2 separate regions of the Mus musculus genome follow, and region 2 is linked to region 1. Evidence: chromatin contacts called from public promoter capture Hi-C data. All regions are on one chromosome and are shown on one strand. Each heading gives the region's core, a stretch centred on a gene start, on an enhancer-like site or on the middle of the called end of the contact. The rest is flanking DNA. Distances are from core to core; before and after follow the strand shown.

The links. Capture Hi-C pulls out chosen DNA fragments and counts their contacts.
Region 2: a promoter capture Hi-C map of adipose tissue shows a contact between it and region 1, with 6 times the contacts expected there. The contact joins the promoter of Cerkl here to the promoter of 4930440I19Rik in region 1. A contact is called at or near these places in 1 of 39 promoter capture datasets (embryonic stem cells) and 2 of 9 other capture datasets (adipose tissue and liver).

Annotation. Positions count from the first base shown.
Region 1 is chr2:78,048,322-78,053,310 of GRCm38.p6, reverse strand. It overlaps 4930440I19Rik (RIKEN cDNA 4930440I19 gene), which reads right to left and starts at 2,134. Exons shown (of 7, transcript NR_108098.1): 1 at 1,973-2,134. Gm52519 (a long non-coding RNA gene) reads left to right here and starts at 1,327. Exons shown (of 3, transcript XR_003953861.1): 1 at 1,327-1,631; 2 at 1,931-2,230.
Region 2 is chr2:79,425,588-79,430,756 of GRCm38.p6, reverse strand. It overlaps Cerkl (ceramide kinase-like), which reads left to right and starts at 1,769. Exons shown (of 13, transcript NM_001048176.1): 1 at 1,769-2,055. The coding sequence starts at 1,866.

The sequences.
Region 1 (4,989 bases), core at 885-3,384:
CCGCTATGCTGCCATGTGATACAGGCCTTGTGCAGGCCTTGTGCACAGCTGCTACAAGTTCATGAGCATCTCAGTCCTGACAAAACAGCATGTCCAGAAGACATCATTTGCTCTGGTCCTCTCTGACTTCTGGTACTTATACTGTTTGTACCTTTCCCTTCTGCAATGGCCCTGAGCCTTAGGGAAAGGCAAAACTTAGATGTGTCATTTGTGGCTGAGCACTCTGCAGACACAGATTCCCTGCATTCAGTTATGAGTTTCTGTTTTAACTACTGCCCACCAGACAAAGAAAATTCTCTGATGATGTTCCAGAGCTATCCTAATCTATGAATATGGAGATACAAATTTAGAGACAAGTTTGCCACTATAGGACAAGGATTGTTGACTCTTGTTGTTCTCTGATGTCGTACAGGTTCGTTTTGTGGCAACTTGACACAAGCTAGAGTCATCAGAGAGGAGGGAGCCTCAATTGAGAAATGCCTTCATAGTATCTGGCTGTAGACAAGTCTACGGAGCATTTTCTGATTTAGTGATTTCTGGGGAAGGGACAAGCCCACTATGGGTGGTGCCATCCCTGGGCTGGTGATCCTGGGCTGGTTCTATGAGAAAGCAGGCTGTGTATATAAAAGAGTAAAAGTACAGAGTTTCTCGTGTAGTCCTGGTTGTCCTGAAACTCTGTCTGGGGGTTTGGGGGGAGAGAAAGGAAGGGAGGGAGGGAGGAAGGGAGGAAGGGAGGAAGGAAAAGAAGAAAGAACAGAAAAATAAGGAAAAAGAAAAGAAAAAAGCAAGAAGAAAAGTTTATTGCTTATAATCACAAAATGACTTTAGTAGTAAGATGTATTCTAATTTGACAGATTTTTGAAGAAATGTCTATCAGAATTCACTACTCACTTTTTAATATTTAGAAGTTATAATTGTAGGAACAAAATATTCCCTTTTTGCCAAGGAAAAGAAACAACAGTGGTATGATACCTTTTTTGAATAAGCCACTGCTGTGCGTGGATATTCTTGTAACTACGCAGATTATCAACTATTCTGAGTGGAAAAGAAGTGGGGAATGTACAGGGATATATAATTCTGGCTAGTATGAGCAATGTAGTTAGTCATGACCCAGAAGGGGAAATCCGCCCTAGAAGGAGGAGAAAGAACATTTTAGACAATAAGCTTTTGAAGGACATACTAAGCTTTGGAAACTGTTACCTTGGAATAATGAAAGTCCTCTTAAACTCATAGGGTCATTGATTTTTCTCAAATTAATTTTATTAGAAATCTGAATTCTCACAAAGTCTGATGAAAATATTTACCAACATCATCCTTTATCTTCAGGGTTTCGTGCTGTGCTCTAATGGTAACCAGAAAATGGGATTCTGAGAACCGTTTTGACAAATAGCAGCTACATCACAAAGCATGAGTAAGCCACATTTCAAATGGAGGAGGGTTTAATGGCCTAATAACCAAGACGTGAGAGAAAGCAGCTAACAGGAAGACAGAAGTCACTCTTACGGTCGCAAGAACACAAACCAACATCTTCCAAAGCGAGAACTGTAAACGCTGAGAAGTCACGAAGTCATTCCATTCTATGAGGAACGGTGTCATGCACCCTTTGATTTAGTAACGAAGCTATGAAAAAGGTAGAACTGCTAACCGCATGTATCTGCAGTAGCTCCTTTTCTGTAATGGAGGATCCATTTTGAAAAGAGAGTGTTGGTAGATGTGAGATTTAAAAAACATTATTCATCCCTTTGTCACAGCAGGATGACTAAGCCTGCTGCCACCAAGAGTTGTCTCAGTATTCCCTGATGAAGGCTCTTTAATAGGATGAACTGAACACCACTACTTAGCTATTTTCACAAACCAACAAGAGAGCATAGGAGAGCCTCTGAGAAGCAAGGTTTTGCTTTGTATTGATTGAATATGTTTATGTTTGCAGACAGAAACGTACTGCTGCAGTGCCATAGGTGGAGAGACTCACCAATTAAGTGGCGAATTGACTCCAATACGGATCGGACGCCTCCGTTTCCCAGTCACGGGTGCTTGACAACACTCAGGATCTGTGCGTGCTCTTTTGAACCTAAACTAAATCCAAACAGAAATCCCAAAAGCTTGCACCTTCCTTAATACAGCTGGTTTGAGTGACATGAGGTCGCTCAACTTTGTCATAAACCCCCGCTGCCTTGGCCACGCCCACAGAAAAGAAGCCTCTGGAATCTAGGAAGTCGCGTGAGACAACGTGAGACACCATAGCCACTCCGTAGCTTTTGCTGTTCTCTATGACGTACCATTTAAAGGGGGGGGGGGGGGAGTCGGCAAGAATTTTGTAGGATAGGAGCATAAACTCAACAAATGAACCAAGTTAAACTGTCCATGGTTGGGCCCTAGCCAACTGTAATGTCAAACTGAAGGAGAAAGGCCCTTTGGCTCCCAATCCTTACTACACATTTCTTTCCTCCATCCTCTTTCTTTGGGCTTTCCAGCGCAAGCCTCTCAGTTTCCTTGGCTAATCTGCACTTATAGGGAAACTTGGTATGCTTTATGATGCAAGGGTTTAACAAGTTGCTTCTTACAGTAATATTTACATTTCAAGAAGTGATACTTGGACGAGCCTTGAGAGAGGACCAGAAGCTGGAGTTCCTGCGGGGTTGAACCCCGTCCGTGGGTGTCGAGAATTCAGCCTAGCATCATGTGTCCTTTCACACAACGGTTCAGCATATTTCATGTTTTATATGTTACAACTATGTTTCCTTCCAGGCTGCCTTTTTCTGTGGGAACATATATGGTTTTCTAGAACAAATATTTTTTAAAATTCGCATTCTAGGTTTCAAAACCTGGTTTAGTACAAAAAAAAAAAAAAAAAAAAAAAAATCTTTCCTTACAGAAAAATTTCAAACTCTGCTGAAAGACTTCAGGGTTGTCCAGGCAAACGTTTTCACTCTGCCTGATCAATATGAACAACTCCCCTCGCATCAGCACTAAGCTAAATGTTTTGCTGTCGTAGTAGCCTTTAAACTAGGGCATATAGCTGAAGGACCCCTGAGAGCATACAGCCAAAGGTATGGTCTTTGTACTTTAGAACAGAATAGTGTGGTTTCAGTCAGAATATCCCTCCAGGAAGTAGAAATATCTTCAATTTTGGGTTTGTGTTCTTAGCTTCAAGGGGAAAAAAAGGGGAAATAAAAGAAAAAGGGAGGAAGGAAGAAGTAGTTGGGGGAAGGGTGTGGGCACTTTCCATCATATGACAAACCCTGCCCATTGTTAATAACAGAACTGACCATGACAACATATTCTATCAAATTTATACTACGATATGAGACAGCAACCAGTTTCTCATTGAGGCCACATTGTCAGTGCATTTAACTCCAATGCATGTGGGTAAAATGGTCTCCAGAGCTTCCTGCCACTGGAATCACCTGGGAAGATTTAATCTCACCGATGCCCAGGGACTGCCTCTGTAGCCTCTGGGCATCAGAAGATGTCAACATTACTCCATGTGATTCCTGTGTGTGGGTACATTGCTCATCAAAGGACAGAAGACAGACATATTCCAGATACCTGTTTGAACTGGTTGACTGAGCCAGCTTCATTGGGTATTTAACCAATGTTCGCCTTTGTAGCTTCCCTACATCCCACATTCTGTGAAACGGAGGCAGAAGTGGCTCACAGTCTTACAGAGCAGCCTTCTGACCCATTAATCAGTAGGTTGTTCCCCTCTCTTTTTCCCTCTGTGGGCTCTGACTCATGCTGCAGTAGAGAAAAAGACAAACAGCCTAGTCAATAAATGACTACTGCTGTTGGATTGCCTTTCTTTGACTACAGTGAACAAGCCAGAAAGTGCCTTTCAGTAATACAGGAGCCGCTTAGGAACCAGGCTGCCACCTGGCGGCTTTCCTGAGCATTTCACTCTTCCTTCCAAAAGAAACGGGAATGACTAATCACAGCCTCCTCCTCATTTACACACTAGACACGGGCTCAAGGAGTCCTCTGCAATGGAGGCTGTGCTTCGAGGTGACACTCAGAATAAAACGGCAGAGGCAGCCCTTTCAAGAGGACAAGGAGGGCACACTGGCGTTCAAATACCCCACCCACCTGTTCACCTTTGAGGCTGTTCTTTGAGGGCTTTCAAGAGCGATGTCAGGTCAAACAGGAGGATAGGGATGGTTTGTGAAGAGCCCGAAGACCTTGTTTATGGTTTCTGAACATCAGGTCTACCTCGAAGCCTGGTGAAACTGCAGGTTGCAGTGGTCCAGCCCCAGAATTTCCAATTCAGGGGGCTTGGGAAGAATGTGAGGTTCTAAGGAATCTCAAATGATGCTGCTAGTCCAGAAATTGCACTTTGAAAGCCGCTGGATAAATCACCACTGATGAGTTAGCTGGCAATGGTCAGCAATCGGCTGAGGGCGTCAGCTTCCTTCGTCAGCACACAGGACTAGGAAGAAAAGGCATGCACGGGGCCTCTCACTCAGTTCAAAGATATTGTCTCTGTGGGGTCTCCCCTACATGTCCATGGAGAAGCGTAAGGGTATCAAAAATGTCAGGTAGAAATTGGCTAGGATCAGAAGTGGATAAAATGTCTCTTGGCTGTTTTGCCTAGAGTCCTCTGGGCTCTCTTGGGAAACATTGGGTAATCTTTTCCCTAAATACTACATCATCCCAATCCATTAGTTCAGCAGGAAGCAGACCTGCTTGACAAGCCAAAATAACATGCTGAGATGGATTTCAAAATGAAGATTTTATGGAGATATATACTATGACCGAAGAAAAACTAAGTCGTTTCCATTCTAATAGCGCCATCTAGTGGGAATTCGAGGATATTTGTTTTGCTCTATCTCAGTCAAAAATGGAAGTGGTTTACATATTTTGTGGCAACAAAGGGGTCCCTATCATTTGCTACTTTGGGTGTAAGACAGGAGAGCAGTAAGCAAAGCCAGAAGATTATGACTGTGTGAAAGAAGTTCTTTCAGCCACCCACATTTTCTACGAAATAAAGCCAAA
Region 2 (5,169 bases), core at 520-3,019, 1.4 Mb before region 1:
GAAAGAATGTATTTGTGGTGAAAAATCCTGATATATATATATATCTCCTGATATATATCTGAGGTTACTGGTCAGGTAGACGAAGGTGAAATGTAGCCAACTGGAACATTAATATCAGAAATTCAGGACAGTTCTGGAGTTGATGACATCACCTCTGGAATCCCAGCCACTAAAGGTAGGGGGGGGAGAGGGAGAGAGAGAGAGAGAGAGAGAGAGAGAGAGAGAGAGAGAGAGAGAGAGAGAGAGAGTATGTGTGTGTGTGTGTGTGTGTGTGTGTGTAATAGATCCTAAGAACCTGGATCTGGTGGCACTTAACACATTAGAAGCCCTGAAGGAGACAACTCATCAGAGAGAAAGTGTGGGAGCATGGGCCCTATTGTTTCCATCTTCATGGCAAGACAAAGCCAATGTTTGCAACTCCTGGTCTTCCTGAAGCTTGACAAATGGCAACCTGCCCCTTTGTAAAGGTCCTAAGAAGTAGCCATTGCCTTGGCCTGTTTGCCTTGGCTCTCAGCAAGTTTTTAAAATGCCAGGGAGCTTGAGTCTGCCAGACAGCTGTGAACTCAGGATGTTAACTCTAGAAGTGAACTCTTCCTGGAACTGGCACAGCTCTTACCTACCAGTGGCTGCCTATGAGAGACTTAGTGGAAGATGGATGGAATCCTTAAGTAATAGTACAGAAACCCCAGTTTTAAATCACCCTTCAATGCCTGACCACCCCCTCATATAAGGACTTCACAAAACCTCTTTACTTGCCTAGTCTGCAAAAACACTAGGCTCTTGTTTTCTGATTGCAATTCTCAGCCTAAATCCTAGACTTTCAGAGGGAAGTATTTCTGGAACCTGGATTCCATCCCTGGAGATTGCAAATTGATCGTTTTGAAATGTGGCCAGGACAACTGGATTAAACAGCAACCGCCCTCCCCGGGCCACTCTATTGTGCAATCACAGCGGGAGAACTGCCCCTCCTACCAGGAGGAAGTTAACGGTGAGCTCTGGAGGCCTCCTTTTGCATGATGGTCAAGTTTGGGTGAGTAAGCTCTGCTCTTTGCAGTTTGCAGCTGTCGCATCCAGGTAGAGCTAAGGGATCCATACACTACACTATGGAGGTGATTGAAGGTAATATCAACTTTGTGAGGTGTACATTTGTCTATGCAAATCAGGGGTTTACTCTTACTCCTGGGCAGTCAAACAGATGTAGTCACACAGGTAATGTAGCTCCTTGGGGGAATCTCAGAGGACACCCCTGAGAAGATAGACAGAGCCTTGCGCACTGAAACTCCTTTGTGTCTCTTGGCCAGCAACTTCTGCAGTCACCCAGTAAGCAGATTCTTACTGTTCAATTTTATTTTTTTTTATTTATTTATTTATTTATTTATTTATTTATTTTTTATTATTTTTGGACAGTGTCTTACACGTGCTCCCGACGGCTGTAGAACGCACTATTTAGCGCTGGCTGGTCTGGAACTCAACTTCACCTGCCTCTGCCTCCTGAGTGCTGGAACTGAAGGCTTGTGCCACAACTCAGAATTTTGGATTCTCTTTAGATTTATCTGACAAGAACCTGCACTTCATTTAACAAGAGACTAGGTGATGCCTAAGCAATCCAATTTGGGGGATGCCTGGCAAACTCCCGGAGCTCAGCCAGGAAAATTCATACTAGCAGCATGGTCCAGAGAGGACAGTGGCCCTCTCTGGGGGCAAAAGAGAAAGCTCCCGGGGCTCCTCCCTTCCGCCCCGCCTTCCTTCAGGAGCTTTTGGTTGCCTTGGCAGCGTGGGACAAGGCCCAGGCAGTGGCTGTAGCCACACTTCCTTCCCACGAAGATTTCTGGTGGCTCCCCAATTCGGCCCAGCACCGCGTCACCATGTTCCGGGGGAGACGCAGGAGCCGGGTGGGCGCCCTGGAGGAGGCGCCTCCGGAGAACCCAAAGGCAGCTGCTGAACCCGAGCGGGTTTTGCTGCGTGGCATCTTCGAGATCCGGAGGGAAAGCTGCGATGTGGCGTTGGGCGAGCGGGCCCTGCGGTGGCGACGCATCCAGCCCGAGCTCCCGGCTGGTGAGTGGCGGCCCCCTACCTTCCCACGCCCCCCACACCCTGCTGCCGCCACGCCCTTCTGCCGCCACCGACACCCCTCTGACCCTCCGCCCCCAGCCTCCTGTAGGGGTTGTGATTGCAAACCAGGAAGTTGCAGTTCCCCTTCCATCGGGAACAAGTTTTGAAACCCGATTTTTAATGAATTTCTATAGAATATCACACCACAGATTTGTGCTTTACTTAAACTTACCTTCTATTGACTTAAAGTCTTTTTTCTTTTTTTCTTTTTCTTTTTTTTTTTTTAAACAAGAAAATGCGATGCTGCAATTTGCAGTAGAAATATTTCAGGTCGGCTTCAGTTAGACCTGTCTTGGAGAACAGTAGAATGTGGTTCACAGTCTGGTTTTAATTAGCTACGAGTTTATGAAATTAAAAACAGCTGATTCCCCCCACCTTCAGAGGGAAAAAATACTCCTTGTGCCACAGTCTGTCATAGAATGGAAAAGTCATTGTTTGAAAGTTTCTTGTCCAAACGTCTAACTAAATGAAACCATCCAGTCAGGGACCAGAATTAGTGAGGAGTGTGAATTCCACCTGAGCCACATGTGCAGTGCTGTTCACTCAAGCAAAGCTACTTTGGGCTTTAAGCAAAATGTTTTCACGGCCTTTGAAAGCCCAAGGTGAAGAAGTATTTCCCGATTCTTTAGATTCTTTAATATTACAAGCAAGGTGCAGGGATGTGGGATCTTTCTTTTAACCTGTAAATCAGCCTGAGTTGGGGAATATAAATGTAACTAGAATCTCGATTAGCCCAAGGAACCAATTTAAGCTACAAGCTTTTAGAGACTGCAGTGCAACAATACTGCACCCCACCCTCCCTTGTAGGTCACTGCTACAGCACAAAGACAAATAGTGACAAGAGGAAAGAAATCCTGTTTTGTAGTGAGTGGTGACTGAGGAAAAGGAGGTTTAATTAGCACTCCTGGTAATAGAATTTGAAAAGCTCTCATGACAGTTTTATTACTCCAAACTTTGCAAGTGTTTAATTTTGCCCTAAGACCCTTGGTTTTCTTTCTCTTCATACAGAGCACACTAGTTTTCTTTGCAATTAACACCTGATATTTAAACCAGGAGCCTCAGAAACCTGGCACATGTATTTGTAGAAGAGCCCAAGAGGCACATTACTAAGTCCAGTGGGTAGAGAGTAGTCATTAGGTGATGGTATGAGCTAAGCACTATGATGTTGCATTATCATAGATACGGGTGGTGAGGACTAAGTAATGTGGGGTCCAGAGCAGAGGAGAGACCACCACAGGTAGGAGAACGTTGTGTTGAAATGTGTGGTAGAGGAAGCCATGGCTGCTGTTGCTTGACAGGTGCCTAACTTCCCAGGGTGGAGCTGGGGTCATGAGTTCTCTGGACGTTATTTCATGGTGTATATGAGCTGTTATCAGAGCACTACATTTTAAAATTCTGAGTATAGTAGCAGTTTCATTGAGAAACAAAACACTCCATGATCTTCCCTAACTTGTTCATCTTGAGGATGATGAGGGAAGACACTGATGTATTTTATGGAGGCCATTACTGCTGCGACTGGGATTAGTTGGTGGTCTTCTTGACAGGGTAAGTGACTCTGAATGCAGTTCCCTTATTGGGTTCAAGGTTGACTTAGAGGGAGAGTTGTGTTATCTTCTAAAAAGATGAGGTTCATGTGAGTGTCTTCAGGCTGAGGTGGGAAGCTTAAATACACCAGCAATGAGTTTTGGCCTTTTTTTTTTCTTTAAATGAAGGGATATTTTCAGTTTAGTGCATTTGGTCTTGTTAGGGAAGATATTAATCCCGTGAGCAGTTGTTCCCTTGTCAGCTTCTGTCCTTAGTGCTCAGGTGTGTCACTGAATGTTTTGAAGAGGCAACACACAAGGACTACATGGACTAGCAACTTTGTCTGACACCTAAAGACAGGCCTCCAAAGGCTGACACTGTCCAGGCAGGCAGGCAGGCAGGCAGGCAGGCAGGCATCAGATATGAAGTGACCAGTATGTTGTGAGATGATCTAAAGATCCACTGGGATTTCAGTGCAGTCAAAAGAAAGTGATCTGTTCATGATAGGGGAAATATCATAAAGGCTCAATTAGCTGTTTAAGTTCCAAAAATTTAGGGGGAGAAAAAAAATTGAGTACAATGGTATTTCATAAGGGTTTGCAGCATTGTTAGATAGCAAGGTGTTAGCTGAGGGCCTGGGGTGTAGCTCAGTGGTAGAGCATTGTCTTGGATGTGTGAGATCCTGAGTTCAGTTTCCACGTCTCTCTGAAGGCCCTCCCTCATGTTTTTAGACTTAGTGTTTCTTGGTATTTCTTGGCTTGTGGTTATATAACTCCGTATGTTCACATGGACTCACATTGTCTCCATGTGTTCTTGTTCCTTCTTATAAGGTCAGTGGCCACTGTGGTCAAGAGAAACCCTAAGTCTAGGGTAATCTCCCTGCTGAATTACAATGGCTGATAATTTTCCAATATGGTTATTTTCCAATTGGATGTGAATTTGGAGGAGGCAGGTAACCTCACCAAATTTATGATGGGAGTTGGAAAGACAGTTTGGTTTGGAGGCTTAAATGAAGAACAGAAATGAAAAGCTGTTGCCTGGGGTTGAAACTGATGAGCATCAGTCAGGAATGTACCAGGATATTTCAAAAGTAACAGTGGCCTGATGACAAGAAACTCAAGGTTAATTCAGTAGAAAATATAAAGTTCTACCATTATTTTCGTTTTAATTTTAAATTGATCCACAGTATATCTATTCCAAGCCCACTCGATAATGATGGCCTGTGGAATCCTTATTGAAAACTCTCACCTTCCATACCTCTGCTGTGTTAATGGCTTTGGCTTTAATTTCATTCCAGTTGTGCCCACCTATGGCTGCAATATGGATGTTTGCCATCTCTCAGGTCTATGTTCCAAGGAGTCTTGTCTGTTGTGACTACATATGCTTCTCAGACAGTATAGCCAGCTGTCAAGTATATCCACAGTGCATAACTACTTGCCTGAAAGTCATGTTGTAGCTATCATTGATATTTGATCAATCACCTGGTATTATTTTACAGTGCTTGTATATTGGGGTCAGGACTATGCACAGTTT